Linked DNA regions of Bos taurus: region 1 is linked to region 2. The links are chromatin contacts, called in public Hi-C maps. All regions are on one chromosome and are shown on one strand. The core of a region is the stretch at or near the end of the contact, and the rest is flanking DNA. Distances in the headings are between cores, read along the strand shown.

Region 1 (6,470 bases), core at 1,532-4,031, 190 kb after region 2:
TCCTGGGAGAGGACACCAGCAGGTCTTGCTATGTGGTAATAGATCAGTTCAATTATTTTCAATGGTCTCATGAGGCCCAGAACTTGTGCTCATCAAGGCTGAAACTTTAGGAAACTTGGTAGCAAAATGTCCAGGCTATCAGTCTGTCTGTTACATCTAGCTATCTTTAGAAGGTGCTACAAGGTGAGTTCAGTTCTGTTCCATTCTTCTAAAGATCATGAAAAAAGTGGGGCAAATATTGAGCTCCGTTAAGGGAGATTCCTTTTTCCCTATAGCAGGTGACTATCCAGGGTCCGCTAACCATGCCCATGCTATGAGCTGCAGCCTCGGTGTCCGCCTCACCTGTTTCGAACACGCATGTTGGCACGCATGCATGTTAACAGAAGAAGAACAGTCTGCAAGCTCAGCAGTTGGAATGGGGATAACTGGGAAAGGCCTGGGAGTGAACAGTCCTCAATGTCTGGTCCCTCTGAAGCCTCCCATTGCCAAGTGACCTGAGGGCAGGAATGGGTAACATTCCAAGTATATTTATTTATTTTTTAAAATTTTATTTATTTATTTATTTTTGGCTGTGCTGGGTCTTCATTGCTGCTCAGGCTTTTCTCTAGTTGCAGCGAGTGGGAGCTGCTCTCCAGCTGTGGTGCGAAGGCTTCTCATTGCGGTGAGCCTTGTGGAGCACAGGCTCTAGGCGCTCGGGCTTCAGTAGTTGTGGCACGTGGGCTCAGTAGCTGTGGTGCAGAGGCTTAGTTGCTCTGCGGCATGTGGGATCTTCCCATACCAGGGCTTGAAACTCTGTCTCCTGCGTTGGCAGGTGGATTCTTAATCACTGAGCCCCCAGGGAAGCTGACAAGAATATTTAGAGAAAGAAATCTTCCTTCCATCCTAAGTCAGATGATGATTCCCCTTCTCATCTTTAGGTTGAAAGAAGAAGCTTGCCACCCTGCTTGTTGCTGAGAAACCCCAGCCCTGGGGCACAGTCTAGCCTAAGGCCGAGCATTGAGCTGGACAGGAGGATTTCATGGAATTGGATGTTGGTAGATGACATGACCCACAATAAAATTGACAGGCCACCACCTCAGGTTTCATGAGGGTTGACACTCCAGGAAACCCTGAAGCCTGGAAGTTGGGGCTTGTGATGTCTTAAACTCTGGGCAATTCCTAGGCTCAAGTACTGGTACCAACAAGAAGCCGCCTGATGGGGCAGCTGCATCCTTTTCTAATTTTCTTTTCTACTTCTTCTTTTTTTTTTCTGTGCAGCACGCAGGATCTTAGCTCCCTGACCAGGGATTGAACCCATGCCCCCTGCAGTGGAAGCACAGATCTTAACCACTGAACCACTGGAATGTCCATGCATCCCCTCCTAGAAAGAGCCTTCTCTGGTGGTCCAGTGGTTAAGACTCTGTGTTTCCAATGCCAGAGTTGAGGGTTCAATCCCTGGTCAGGGAACTAAGATTCCACATGCTGCATTGTGTGGCAAAAATGAAAAAAAGAAAGAAAGAAAACAAAAAGTCTTCCCAAGAACCTCACAAGGTCAGGACTGAAAAACTCTAGACAAGGGATCTCCTCCCAGTGGACAGAACCTGGGGCAGCCACCTTTGCCAACAAGGGGGCCAAGGAAGTTAACCAGCCAAGCAAACCCCACATGATAGCTTGCTCCTAAAACTTCATTCACTCTGCTCATCTAGAAGGCTGTTTTGTGTGCTCTGTACGGTGCTGCCTTTTTTTGATCTGTAGATCAAGTACAGTTGTTGTTCAGTAACCAAGTCATGTCCGACTCTTTGTGACCCCATGAACTGCAGCACGCCAGGCCTCTCTGAGCCTCACCATCTCCCGGAGTTTGCCCAAGTTCGTGTCCACTGAATCAGTGATGCCATCCAACCATCTCGTCCTCTGCTGCCCCCTTCTCCTTCTGCCTTCAGTCTTCCCCAGCATCAGGATCTTTTCCAATGAGTCAGCTGTTTGCATCAGGTGGCCAAAGTGCTGGAGCTTCAGCATCAGTCCTTCCAATGAATATTCAGGGTTCATTTCCTTTAGAATGGACTGATTTGATCTTCTTGCTGTCCAAGGGACTCTCAAGAGTCTTCTCCAGCACCACAGTTTGAAAGCACCAGTTCTTCAGCAATCAGCCTTCTTTAGATCAAGTACGGTAGGGTAGGTTAAATTGATCATTTATTGGGGCTGGTGCACTGGGATGACCCAGAGGGACGGTATGGGGAGGGAGGTGGGAGGGGGGTTCAGGATTAGGAACACGTGTACACCCATGGTGGATTCATGCTGATGTATGGCAAAACCAATATAATATTGTAAAGTAATTAGCCTCTAATTAAAATAAATAAATTTAAATTAAAAAAAAATAAATTAATCATTTAGTCTATTGATTGAGGGGGATCCTGAGGAGCCACCATAGAGGAGATTCAACAGAAATAGAGGGGGTGGGGGACTTCCCTGGTGGTCCAGGGGTTAAGACTCTGTGCTTCCAGTGCAGGGGACACGGGTTCGATCCCTGGTGGGGAAACTAAGAGTCCACATGCTGTATGGCTTAGCCAAAAGATTAAAGAGAAAGTAAGAAGAACACAGACGGGGTGGGGATCAGCTAGGGACGAAGCCTAGGGCACGGTGGTTTGAAAGATTTGGGTTGCTGCACAAGGGTGAGGCATCTGTGGTTAAGGTTGCGGTGTCAGGTTAAGCAAGTGTAACTGGAGATGCCTTGGGAAAGACACTGGAGAACAGCAAAGGGTGTAGGGGCGGGGCAGGACAGACAGTCCATCTGTTCCCCTTTTCTGGTCACCCTCTCTCATGTGGTCACGGGGACAGGCAGCTTGGCACAGGAGCCTGACCACTAGCCATAGTCCTCTGGGTTAGAGGGCTGATTCAAAAGTGAATAGTCAACTCCTTTCTGGGAGGATGGGCTTGGGACCTGAAAACAGTTCTATCTGGGGCAAGGGATCCAGGGCCCCACACTGGGAACCAGCAGGACCTCTGTCCTTTCTCTCTCTTGCCCACAGGCCCCTGACCATTCTCTTGGGTAAAGCCTGACTTGTCCAGCTGTGATTGTATCGTTCATTCATCTGATTCATTCAGTGCTGCAGGTGGGTCAGTGGGGACCAGCCAACAGTGCCGAGAGAGTGTCCAGGGGTGTTTGGTTCTGGGACCTCAAAGCTGGGCTGTGTCTCTGGGTTCCATGTGTACACACTATACCCTTGCCACGGAGTCCTCGTTCTTCCTTCAGCTGACAGGGCTGATTTCTGATTCTCGGAAACCTATGTGTGGTGGGAAAGTGACCTATACTGGGTATCAGGTGAGGTTGAGGTTCAAGAACAAGATTGTTGTTCAGTTGCTGAGTCATGTCTGACTCTTTGTGACGCCATGGACTGCAGCACACCGGACATCCCTGTCTTTCACTATCTCCCAGATTTACTCAGATTCATGTTCATTGAGTCGGTGATGCTATCTAACCATCACATCCTCTGCTGCCCTCTTCTCCTTTTGCCTTCAATCAAGAGCAAGGAAGTCATCAGAAAATCAGAGTCAACCAGCTGACCCCCAGGGTTGCGGGCCATCCTCCACGTGGCACCCTGAACTGTGACTTGAAGCTCCAGGATACCCCAGGCTTGCTCTCTGACTCTGGGCCTTTGCTCATGCTTTTCCTTCTGCCTGGAGTGCCCTTCCCCACTCCTCTTTCTGTCCCTCCCCACCACTTTATTTGCTTGACTATTCAGCACAGGTGTTACCTGGCTGGCTCCCTCACTCAGAGGGAACCCCCAGTCTATTCCAGGCTATGCCATTCCCACTGCAGACTTGGGTGACCGCCTGCATACTCAGCTGCTCCCTGGGAGCAGGGACTTTGTACGGATGTGGCCTGACTCCCTGGCTGCGAACTCCGTGTCAAGCAAGTGAGTCTGTAGAAATGCTGAATGAATGAATGACACAGTCATGGCTGGACAAGTCAGGCTTTGCCCAGGAAAATGGTCAGGGGCCTGCGGGCAAGGGAGAACAAGGACAGAGGTCCTCCTGGTCTCCGCCAGTGTGGAAACAGCCCTTTCATTTCTTCCCAGCAGGGTCGTCAAACCCAGTGACACTGAAACCTGATGTTCAGAGAACATCAGGGAGGCAGGGAGGCTGGGCCACCTTTCGGAGTGGCCCCTCCGCCCCTCGTATCAGCAGAGGTGTGGCTGCAGTCTGGATCAGTCCATCCCTCAGGCCTGCCCCAAGCATAGGAACGCTGCTTCCTGATTGAGAGTGAGAACATATTACCCCCTCCTCCTTTTATCAGGCAGCCTCCTAGCCTCCCCCTCAACCAGCCTCCCAGCCCCTAGCAGGCTAGTTGGAGCCCACAGAGTCCAGATCTCGCAGCTGGGAGGCAGGGCACACGGCACACAGTACACTCCTCTTTCCTGCTTCCCCAGTTCGCCTTCCCAGCAGGCCTCCGCCTTCACCCACCACCCCCCAGCACGGCCTGATGAAAGAGCAATGGTGCAAAATTCGTTGGGGAGAAAAACAGGAAGTGGAGCCGGAGAGCTCGGCTGCAGAAGCTCTACCCCAGCGGAGACTGTGGCAGCCCCCTGCCACCCGCGGCCTTACAGGAAAATGGTGAGGGGCAGCCCCAGCCCAGGCGTCGTTGGCGGAGGTGGGGGTGAGGAGACAATCTGGTAAGGACCCTTTGTGCGTGAGGGGCTTCATTCCTAGGTCAAACTTCACACCTGCATCCTGCACTTCACATCTTTTCTCACCTACTCAGGACAACTCCTCAACGTTGGTACCTTTACCCCATCTTACAGATGAGGAAATAAACCCAGAGAGGTTAAGTGACTTGACCGAGGCCACACAGCCTTTCCCACGGCTGGGTCATGGCTCCTTGATTCTTTCTCAGGCTTTGATTTCTATTTGTGGTGTGTTTTCGTTCTGGGCCTGTGAGCTCTCAGTGGGTGAGGGGAGGGTGTGTGTGGTGGGGGAGGGCTGTTTCTGGCTCCTGCATCTGAGCACATCTGAGCTGGTGGGAAGACAGGGAGCAGGGCCGGCAGCTGAGGGCCTGGTTCCTGGAATGTGTGAGATGGAAGGAGCAGGAGAAGAGCAGAGGCGAGCCCCAGACGGGGTGTCGGGTGGGGGGAGGCACTGGAATAACGGCCTCTGAGTGAGGCTCCCCAAATACTAAATCAGGTGTTTACGACCTCAACTGGCCGACTATCCAAAGGACTCAGAACTCCAGCTGAGTTCAGAAGCCACTTTCCCTCCCAGGCCTGGAACTCAGGGAGCCCCAATTCTCTCTATGTGTCCGTGTCTGAGAAGCAACATCCAAATGGGGCCCAGGGGAAAGAAGCAGGACTTGAGGTGGCCTGAGTGCAGCAAGGTGATGGCAGGGGGAGGTTTACCCCACAAAGGCCGCTCTCCACCCAAGCCCAAGCTCTCACTTGGACCCCTGCTCTCCCCGACCCGGGGATCATGAAGCCTGTCTCACTCTGTCTGCCCCATCCTGGGACAGACCCTGGACTGCAACCTGGGGCTTCTGGGGACCTCCCCACGGAGTTCCCACCCTAAGTCTCTTCCTGCCCAGGTCTGCCCCCAGATCTTGACCCACGGGCTTCAGCCCCACTTGCCACACGCACCTGCTTTCTGGTCACCCCCTCTACCTCCAGCTGTCGGTGGGCACCCCTTCTCCCCAACATTCCACAGAGCTGTTCCGCCCCTGTGCAAGGTGCTGCTGCCCTGCAGTCCCCTGAGGTGGAAACTACGGTGTCGTGCTGTGGCCTTTGTGTGCCGCCGCTGCCACCGGGCGACCTCCCGGAGATAGGGCGCCCTTCCCAGAAACGTCTGGGCTGTGAGACCACAGGGCCCAGTGCTCTCCCCGTGGGCTGCAGGCGAGAGGGGCTCCTGCCTCAGCGTCAAGGCGTCCCTCCTCTCGCTGACCCCTGCGGGTAGCAGCATCCCCCAGCAGCATCCCCCCCTCCTTTCCTCTGTGCAGGAGCCCGGGCCTCTGGTCCCCAGCCCCTCCCGTCTAAGAGGGCGCTGTGAGGACCTGCTGGTACAAGAAAATGCTTAGAACAACGCCGGCCCTTAGGGAGAGCTGAAAAGACATGTATTACCATCATCTCCTTTAATCGTCACAACAATCCCCTAAGTGAGCATTATACTCCCATTTAACCAGTGAGAAAACTGAGGCAGAGAGACGGGCAGCCGTGGGCAGCACGAAGGGGCTGATGAGGGATTTGAACCTAGGTCTCTTGGAAGCTGTGCTCTCAGACCGTGCGGAGGGCTTGCCCACCTCCCTGGGTTTAGGGCCAGGCTTGGATGTACACACATGCACGCACACACACACACCAGCTTTGGATGTACATACACTGCACACACACACACACACACAGCAGCACACACTGCACACACACTGCAGCACACACTGCATACACACCAGCATACACTGCGCGCACACACACACACACACACAAGCTTTGGATGTACACATATTGCACACGCAC
Region 2 (7,010 bases), core at 1,608-4,107:
CTTTCCTGCATTGGAGAAGGAAATGGCAACCCACTCCAGTGTTCTTGCCTAGAGAATCTCAGAAATGGGGGAGCCTGTTGGGCTGCCACCTATGGGGTCGCACAGAGTCGGACACGACTGAAGCGACTTAGCAGCAGCAGCATATCCAATTGTCTCAGCACCATTTGTTCAATTCTTTCAAATTGAACCCTTGGCACCTTTGTCAAAATTTAATTGACAAAATTTAATTAGTGGTTTATGGAAGGGTTTATTTCTGGATTCTCAATTCTGTTCCCTTGATCTGTTCCAGTTCTACCCAGACTTGTTTACTGTAGCTTTGTAGTAAGTTTTAAAATTCAAAAGTGTGGGTCCAACCTTGTTCTTTTTTCTCAAGATTATTTTGGCTATTCTGGATGCTTTGCATTCCCATATGAATTTTAGGAGTAGGTTGCCAGTTTCTGCAAGAAAGGCAGCTGGGGTTTGATAGAAATTGTGTTGAATTTCGTCCAGCAATGTTTTTTTTTTTTAATTTATTTTTGGTTGCACTGGGTCTTGGTTGCTGTGTGCAAGCTCTCTCTAGTTTTGATGAGCAGTGGCTTCTCTTGTTGGAGAGCACGGGCCCTGGGCATGCAGCCTTGAGTAGTTGCAGCACTTGGGCTCAGTAGTTGCACTTCTCAGGCTCTGGAGCTTGGTAGTAGAGGTGCACAGGCATAGTTGCTCCAAAGCATGTGGGATCTTCCCAGACCAGGGATCGAACCCATGTTCCCTGCATTGGCAGGCAGATTCTTATCCACTGTACCACCAGAGAAGTCCTTAGCAATGTTTTAGACATTGGTGTTTTGTTCTTTTTAGAGTTCAAATTTTGTACTCCATTTGTTAAATTTATTCCTAAGGATTTTATTATTTTTGCTGCTACTGTAAATGAAATTATTTTCTTAATTTCATTTTCAGATTATTCATCCCTAGTTTATAGAAATACAAATGATTTTTGGTATACTGACCTTATATCCTGCAACTTTAACTTATTTATTAGTTCTAGTAGTCTTTCAGTGGATTCCTTAGGATTTCCTATATGTGAGATCCATATCCTCTGCAAATACAGTTTTACTTCTTTCTTTGCAATTTGGATGCCTTTTATTTCTTTTTCTTGTCAAATTGCCCTGGATAGAATCTTAAACGTAGTATTGAATAGAAGTAGTAAGCATGGATTTTGTCTACTTGTTCCTAATCTTGAAAGGGGAGAGCTTTCAATCTTTCACCATTAAGTATGATAAGAGCTATGGGTTTTTAGTAGATGCCCTTTATCTGGTTGAAGAAGTTCCCTTTTATTCCTAGTGTGTTGGGTGTTTTTTTTATCATGAAACGGTGTTGAATTTTGTCAGATGTGTTTTCTGTGTCTATTCGAATGATTATATAGTTTTTGTTCTTTTTTCTATTGATAGGAGTTATTACATTAAGTGATATTGGGGTATTAAACCAACCTTGCATTCCTGGGATAAATGTCACTTGGTCAGAGTATATAATCCTTTTTATATGTTGCTTGCTAGTATTTTGTGAGTGTTCTTGCATACCATAGGTGTTATGAATATGTGTATTCATAAGAGATACTGGTCTGTAGTTCTCTTACCTTGGGATGTCTTCATCTGGTTTTGGCTTTATCTTTTAATGGGTCAGAGAGTATGGTGGAACAGGAGAGACCGATCAGCTTCTCCCCTCCTTTACACACTGCATCTGGTGGGAAAGGACAAATAGAAGCTCTGAGCCCACGTCCAGACAGGGTCAGCAAAAAGTACCAATGGGGTGTACCAGCCTCGTCTATAAAATGAGATGGTAAACCTAGCTGATGGCCCAGAGGCAGTGAGCTGGGCCTGCTGGCTTCTCTAGTATCTTCCTGTTGTGAGCCCTGCATTTCCAGGACAGACAGATCCTCTAAGGAAGGCCCCACATTCTGGCCTCAAAGGAGAAGGAGGGCTCATGAGGGTCAACTTTGGAGATCCCTCCTGGCTCTAAAGTTCTAAGAACTTGAATCATAAAAATGAACTAAGCAGCTCACTCTCCACTGGGTGATCGGCCCCAATTCCTTGGAGGAAGGGGAAGGGCCGTATCCTCGCCTCACAGCCCGCAGGGTCAGGCCCTTGTTGAGTGACAAATGCCAGGCCAACCAGTGTAAGAAAGGTCAGAGGAGGCTCTGGAAGAGCCTGTCTCGCTCTGGGTCCCCAAAGGAAAGTAGATCCCTGGTGGTGAGCCCTGGAAAACAGTGAGTCCTTTAGGAACAGAACAGAGCCGGGGTGGGCAGTGGCTCTGTGGGCCCTTCATGCACTGGCTCCAGCAGCAGAGTGGGAGGCCCTATAAACAGGAGCCGCAGGTCCCCAGCCCTCTCCGCCCCAGCCAGGGATGGGCTGACCAGCTGGCGGAGCAGCCCTGGCGCAGAGGTCTTGTTAGGGAGTTGCTGGAGTCCCTCAGTGACCTTGAGGAGGTGACTTCTTTCTCCACCTCTTAGAGTGCAGCCCAGGTACACTCATCCTGCAGCCCCTGCGTCTGGGCTCCTCCAAGGAACCGATGGCCATTCCCTCTGCAGACTCACTCTTCCCTACTAGGGTGGCCGGTGCTATTTTTGTGCCTGCAGCTCAGCACAGAGGCCCAAGGTCCCTGCAAGCAAGCCCACGGGACAGGCCAGGAAAGCAGTGAGTGGGCTGCCACTGTGCATTGCCTCTTTGCTGACAACTCCCCTTTCACGGTCTCCCTCCAGCCCCTCCTGCTTAGCGAGCTGGAGAGTCGGCACTCGGGAAAAGCCAGCATCTGTTAGGTAACCGGCTCAGCTGCCATGCAGGGTATGATGTAATCTTGGATCCTGTGGTTGCTAGGAAAATTCTGCCCGCAGTGATACTGCGTGGTCCGAGGAGCGAGGCGAGTACAGAATGTTCTCAAGAAGACAGGGGAAGGATTGCTAGGGCTTCCCAAGCATAGGAGCCCGGAGAAGTTGGATGACCCAAGCTTCTTTCTAGAAGCTTGTTCCCCTTGGCGGGAATAGAGGTTGTGCTGGTAGCAGCAGACCGTCAAGTCAGGTGGGGTTGTGCGGCAGGGTGACTCCCCTTGGCAGTGGCACCTTGGTGCTCTGGTGCCAAACTGCAGGCACTTGTCTGTCATGTGACATCCTTCTGGAGGGGCCCTCCTCCTGCAGCACCAGCGCTGGGCACCTCCTCTGCTCCTCCCGGCAGGACAGTTAGGAAGGAGGCACGAAGAAGCTGCCTTGGGAAGTGGCAACTCCCTGTGGCGTGGAAGGAGCTGGCCCACGCCATGCCCTGGGGGGCAGGCGGTGGTGGAGTCCTGCCCTCTCTCCGGTTTCCCATGCCAGCAGCTCCACCAGGCATCGCTCCCCCCACCCACCCCACTACCTCCCGCTCAGTGGCCCCACACCCACTGTGTTGCTGTTCCAACCCTTCCCTCCCAGGGAGAATTCCTCCAGCCGAACAAAACTGACTGCTCTTTAATGTTCAGGGCATGACCAAGAACCTAGGTTTAGAAAAAAGGGGTGAGACGTGGCAGGACCCAGGCAGGGGAGGCAGAGCGGGACCTGCAGGTGACCTCACCTGCCCCACAGGGCCTGTGCTCAGCCTTCTTCCCAGCAGCTCCGGGGGAGGCAGGTCTGCATTCCAGACTCCCCCTCCTCCCTCCTGCCTTTTCTGGCTACAAGTCAGAGCCTGTCTCAGGGAAAACAAGACAAAGGAAGTGGTTTCATGAGACCCTGGACCAGAATCCTCAAATCTACCATGAAAAATAGCAACAGAAAGATTATGGCCATTATCTGTCTCTGTAGGAGCCGGGCTGGAAGTGGGCCTGGCTGTGCTCCTCTGAGTAGGTGATGGGGTTTGGACAAAGAAATGACTGCTAGAAATCAGGAGGGAGATCCTCCAAAGGGATGGAGACGAGAGTCTTAAGAAGGAAGAGGGCGTTTCCCAAGGGCCCCTGGCTTTGGTGACCTTGGACCAAGGGTCACCGGCAGAGAGAGCCCTGCTCAGGACAGCAGCCTGGGTTCTTGTCCTGCTCCCGGCTCTTGGAGGTATAGCCTAGAGTGAGCCTCTGAGCTTCACCCTGGCAACCTGCCGCAAGAGGCCCTGCAGCTGGGTTGCTGGCGAATCCTGGCCAGGCTGTAGGGGAGGCTCAGGAGGGGTAGTGGGTTTCCCAAGAAGCACTTTGTTCTTAGAAAGCACCCCTCCTTCGAGGACTGACACCGCATGGGGGCCGCAGCCCAGTGCCAGATCCAGCAGCGGTTCTCTCCCTATGGTCTGCAGGTGCGGAGGACGTAGTGATGGCGTTTTCCAGGTCGGAGACGGAGGACCGGAGGCAGTAGCTTCAACCCCCGTGGAACACCCTGGAAGCTGGCCAAGGCCAGGGGATCTGTGTGGACCTCACCGCTGAGTGGCAGAGGGTCATCTCCCCTCCCCCTAGCCCCCCACCCCACCCCACTCTGCCCCGCCCCACGGCCACTCAGCATCCTCGGGGGAGACACCAGTGGTGCGGTCACGATTGGCTTAAAGGGACGGACTCAAGATTGGCTGCAGGAAGAAACCTTTTTATTTTTAAATCTTGACCAATGGAAACCTTTTTATTTTTATTTTCTGACTCTTATTTTAAAAAAAGAAAAAAAAATTTGCGCCTCGGGTGTATGGCTTCCCAGGAAGCTCTCCGAGCTCTGGTGCTTTATTTGGGTCACTCTTTAGGAACATGAGGAGGTCCGATTGGCGGCTTAAACTGGAAAAGGATTTGATTGGCTGGCTAATGGGAACCTTTTTTTTTCTTTGATTGGCTGCAGGTATTATGCTGATCACAACAGCTCCTCTTTTGAATGTCGAAAACAGGGTTTGGGACATTGGTTGTTATATTTGACTTGAAAAAAAGAAAGAAAGAAACCAAGTGCGCTTTGCAATATTTATTACACAAAGAGCCTGCTGCTGTTTTCACGTGTTTTGTGTTTGCCTTCCACTGGTTTAGACGTGTTTCGTTTTCCATTGGCTCACCCGTGACTTCTGTCACCATGGGCCACCCACCCGACTTGTGGTGGGTAGGCCCTCTCCAGTGGGGTGGTGGGGGAGGTCCACCTGGAGAGTGCATTTGCATTAATGAGCACACCTGGCTTCATCAGCAAGGGGACCTCCCCGCTCAGGACCCCAAGCAGGATCCACAGCTGGAAAACAGAGCCCCCAAGGTTGTCCTGAATGAGCAGCCCAGAGCCTAGAGGAGACCATTCACCAGGATCACTTCTGCAAGTTGGCAACCAGCCAGCCTCCCTCGGTGAGAATGGAATTGCTCACTTGCACCGTCCGGGCCTCTCCAGCCTGCCCTCTGGGCAGGGTGCCTCTTTCCCTTCTTCAGTCATCATTCCCTCTGTAGCCAACTTCCTGAGATCTCATCGGGCAGGAGCTGCTCTCAGCTCTAAGACTCAAAACGTAGCAGAGGTCTCTGCCCGGGAACCCAGAACCCACACCAAGGTCTCAGGTTGGCTTACAAGGCCCAGGAGGCCTTTGGCTCCAACCACTCCACCACCACCACCTTCGCCCCCAGGCTCCTCCCTCAGTGTGTGCTGCCAGTGGGTCCTGATCAGCCCCCAGAGGCCTCTCATCTGAGGCTGCACCCTTCACTTCAGAAGACTCTCCCACATGGCAGCTTGGAAGGGACAGGGGACAGTGTCATTGTTTATAAAGTGCTTGCTGGGACAGTCTGCTGGGCCTTCACTGAACAAGTCCCACCAGGCTGGCCCTCCACGCCGGCCCCCAGAAACACACTACAGAGCACTGAAAGGTCTTTGAAGGGCTGCAGGAACCCCAGGTCTTCCCAGCTGCCCTCCTCCTCCCCTGAAGGCGGCCGTCCTGCTTCCTGCATCTCTCACTGGAGGGGAATGTGGGTGAGGAATTGAGAAGGATGCGGGCCTGGGGAGGGGAAGTCTCCACCCATGCCCCCCACACCCCCACCCCTGGAGGGCATAGACAGCTGAGGCCTGCTTCTTGCCCCAAGAACCCAGAGCCAGGAGAAGACACTCAGAGCCAAATTTCCCCTTCTCAGGGTGGTCATGGAGCATGGGAACCGAACGCTTGCATGTCTAGGGCCCAAGCTGGGGAGCCCCATGGCTATTCATGCTGCACTCTGAGCTTCCTCTGAGCCTCGCCCCAGAGGAAGACTCAAGTGTCACGACCTAGACACCCACGTCCTCCTGCACACACAGGCCCCCGGCACTGGCCAGCTGATTAGCCTGGAAAGTCGATTGATCCCCAGGGGACAAGGACTGTGGGGACCCGGACCGGGGTCCAAGAACATCTTCTTTCAGGAGGGGCAGTGTGTGGACGCACATGTGTGTGAGTTTACACACACAGACTCACACACACACACTCTCTCTCACTCCCAGCTCTGTGGCCTGCAGCTCCAGCTGACCACCTGGGGAAAGGTGAGTTTTTGTTCAGTCACCCCACCACCACCCAGGGTTGTAACATCTGTCACCAGGCATCAGTTCTGATGCTGCTGACCACCCCCTCTCCTAGTACCTGTGGCTCCCATAAAGGTGTGTTCCTCTCCTTGTCAAGTTCACGAGCCTCCCTCTTGTAATGAGAGTGGCCCTGACCTATCTCATCTCCTGAAGAAGAGAAGTGAAAGTGTTGCTGTGGGTTCATATCTCTACAAATATTTCTGCTGGAGAAAACAATTAACAGTAAAGATTTTTAATAGTTGGACATGTGAGCTGATTTCCCCACGTCACATGGACTCTGCCGCTGGGGCCCATCCCCGCCAAGCGGGTGAAAGCACCATGTTTGCTGGTTGAATTGTCTGTGGTCTTGAGTAGAGCTCAGGGTTTGGAAGAATTTCCAGATCTCCCCAGCCCAGCTGACACGTCTGTAGGAGGGTGAGCGCCCTTTTTGACCTGGCGGTTCCAAGTTTTTTCCTGGTTGGGCTGAGGTCACAGCCATCTTCAGACGTGAGCTCCCCACTCAGCAGACACTGAGCACCCCCTCCATTCTAGACACCCAGCATCCCGTGTAATG

Evidence for each region. A called contact is a pair of places that touch in the nucleus more often than the background predicts.
Region 1: a contact with region 2 is called in a Hi-C map of skeletal muscle, with 4 times the contacts expected there. The contact joins two enhancer-like sites. A contact is called at or near these places in 3 of 11 Hi-C or Micro-C datasets (liver, skeletal muscle and an unstated tissue).

The regions. Positions count from the first base shown.
Region 1 is chr16:43,863,615-43,870,084 of ARS-UCD2.0, forward strand. No RefSeq gene overlaps it. Among named protein-coding and RNA genes, the nearest start is that of TMEM201, 45 kb to the right of the region's middle. Within about 2 kb of position 2,782, at least 11 of the 102 cell types and tissues checked have an H3K27ac peak or open chromatin away from gene starts, as enhancers often do. A contact at or near this core is called in skeletal muscle, where this site is marked.
Region 2 is chr16:43,670,529-43,677,538 of ARS-UCD2.0, forward strand. It overlaps CTNNBIP1 (catenin beta interacting protein 1), which reads left to right. Exons shown (of 4, transcript NM_001037142.1): 4 at 4,272-4,612. The coding sequence ends at 4,330. Among named protein-coding and RNA genes, the nearest start is that of CTNNBIP1, 17 kb to the left of the region's middle. Within about 2 kb of position 2,858, at least 28 of the 102 cell types and tissues checked have an H3K27ac peak or open chromatin away from gene starts, as enhancers often do. A contact at or near this core is called in skeletal muscle, where this site is marked.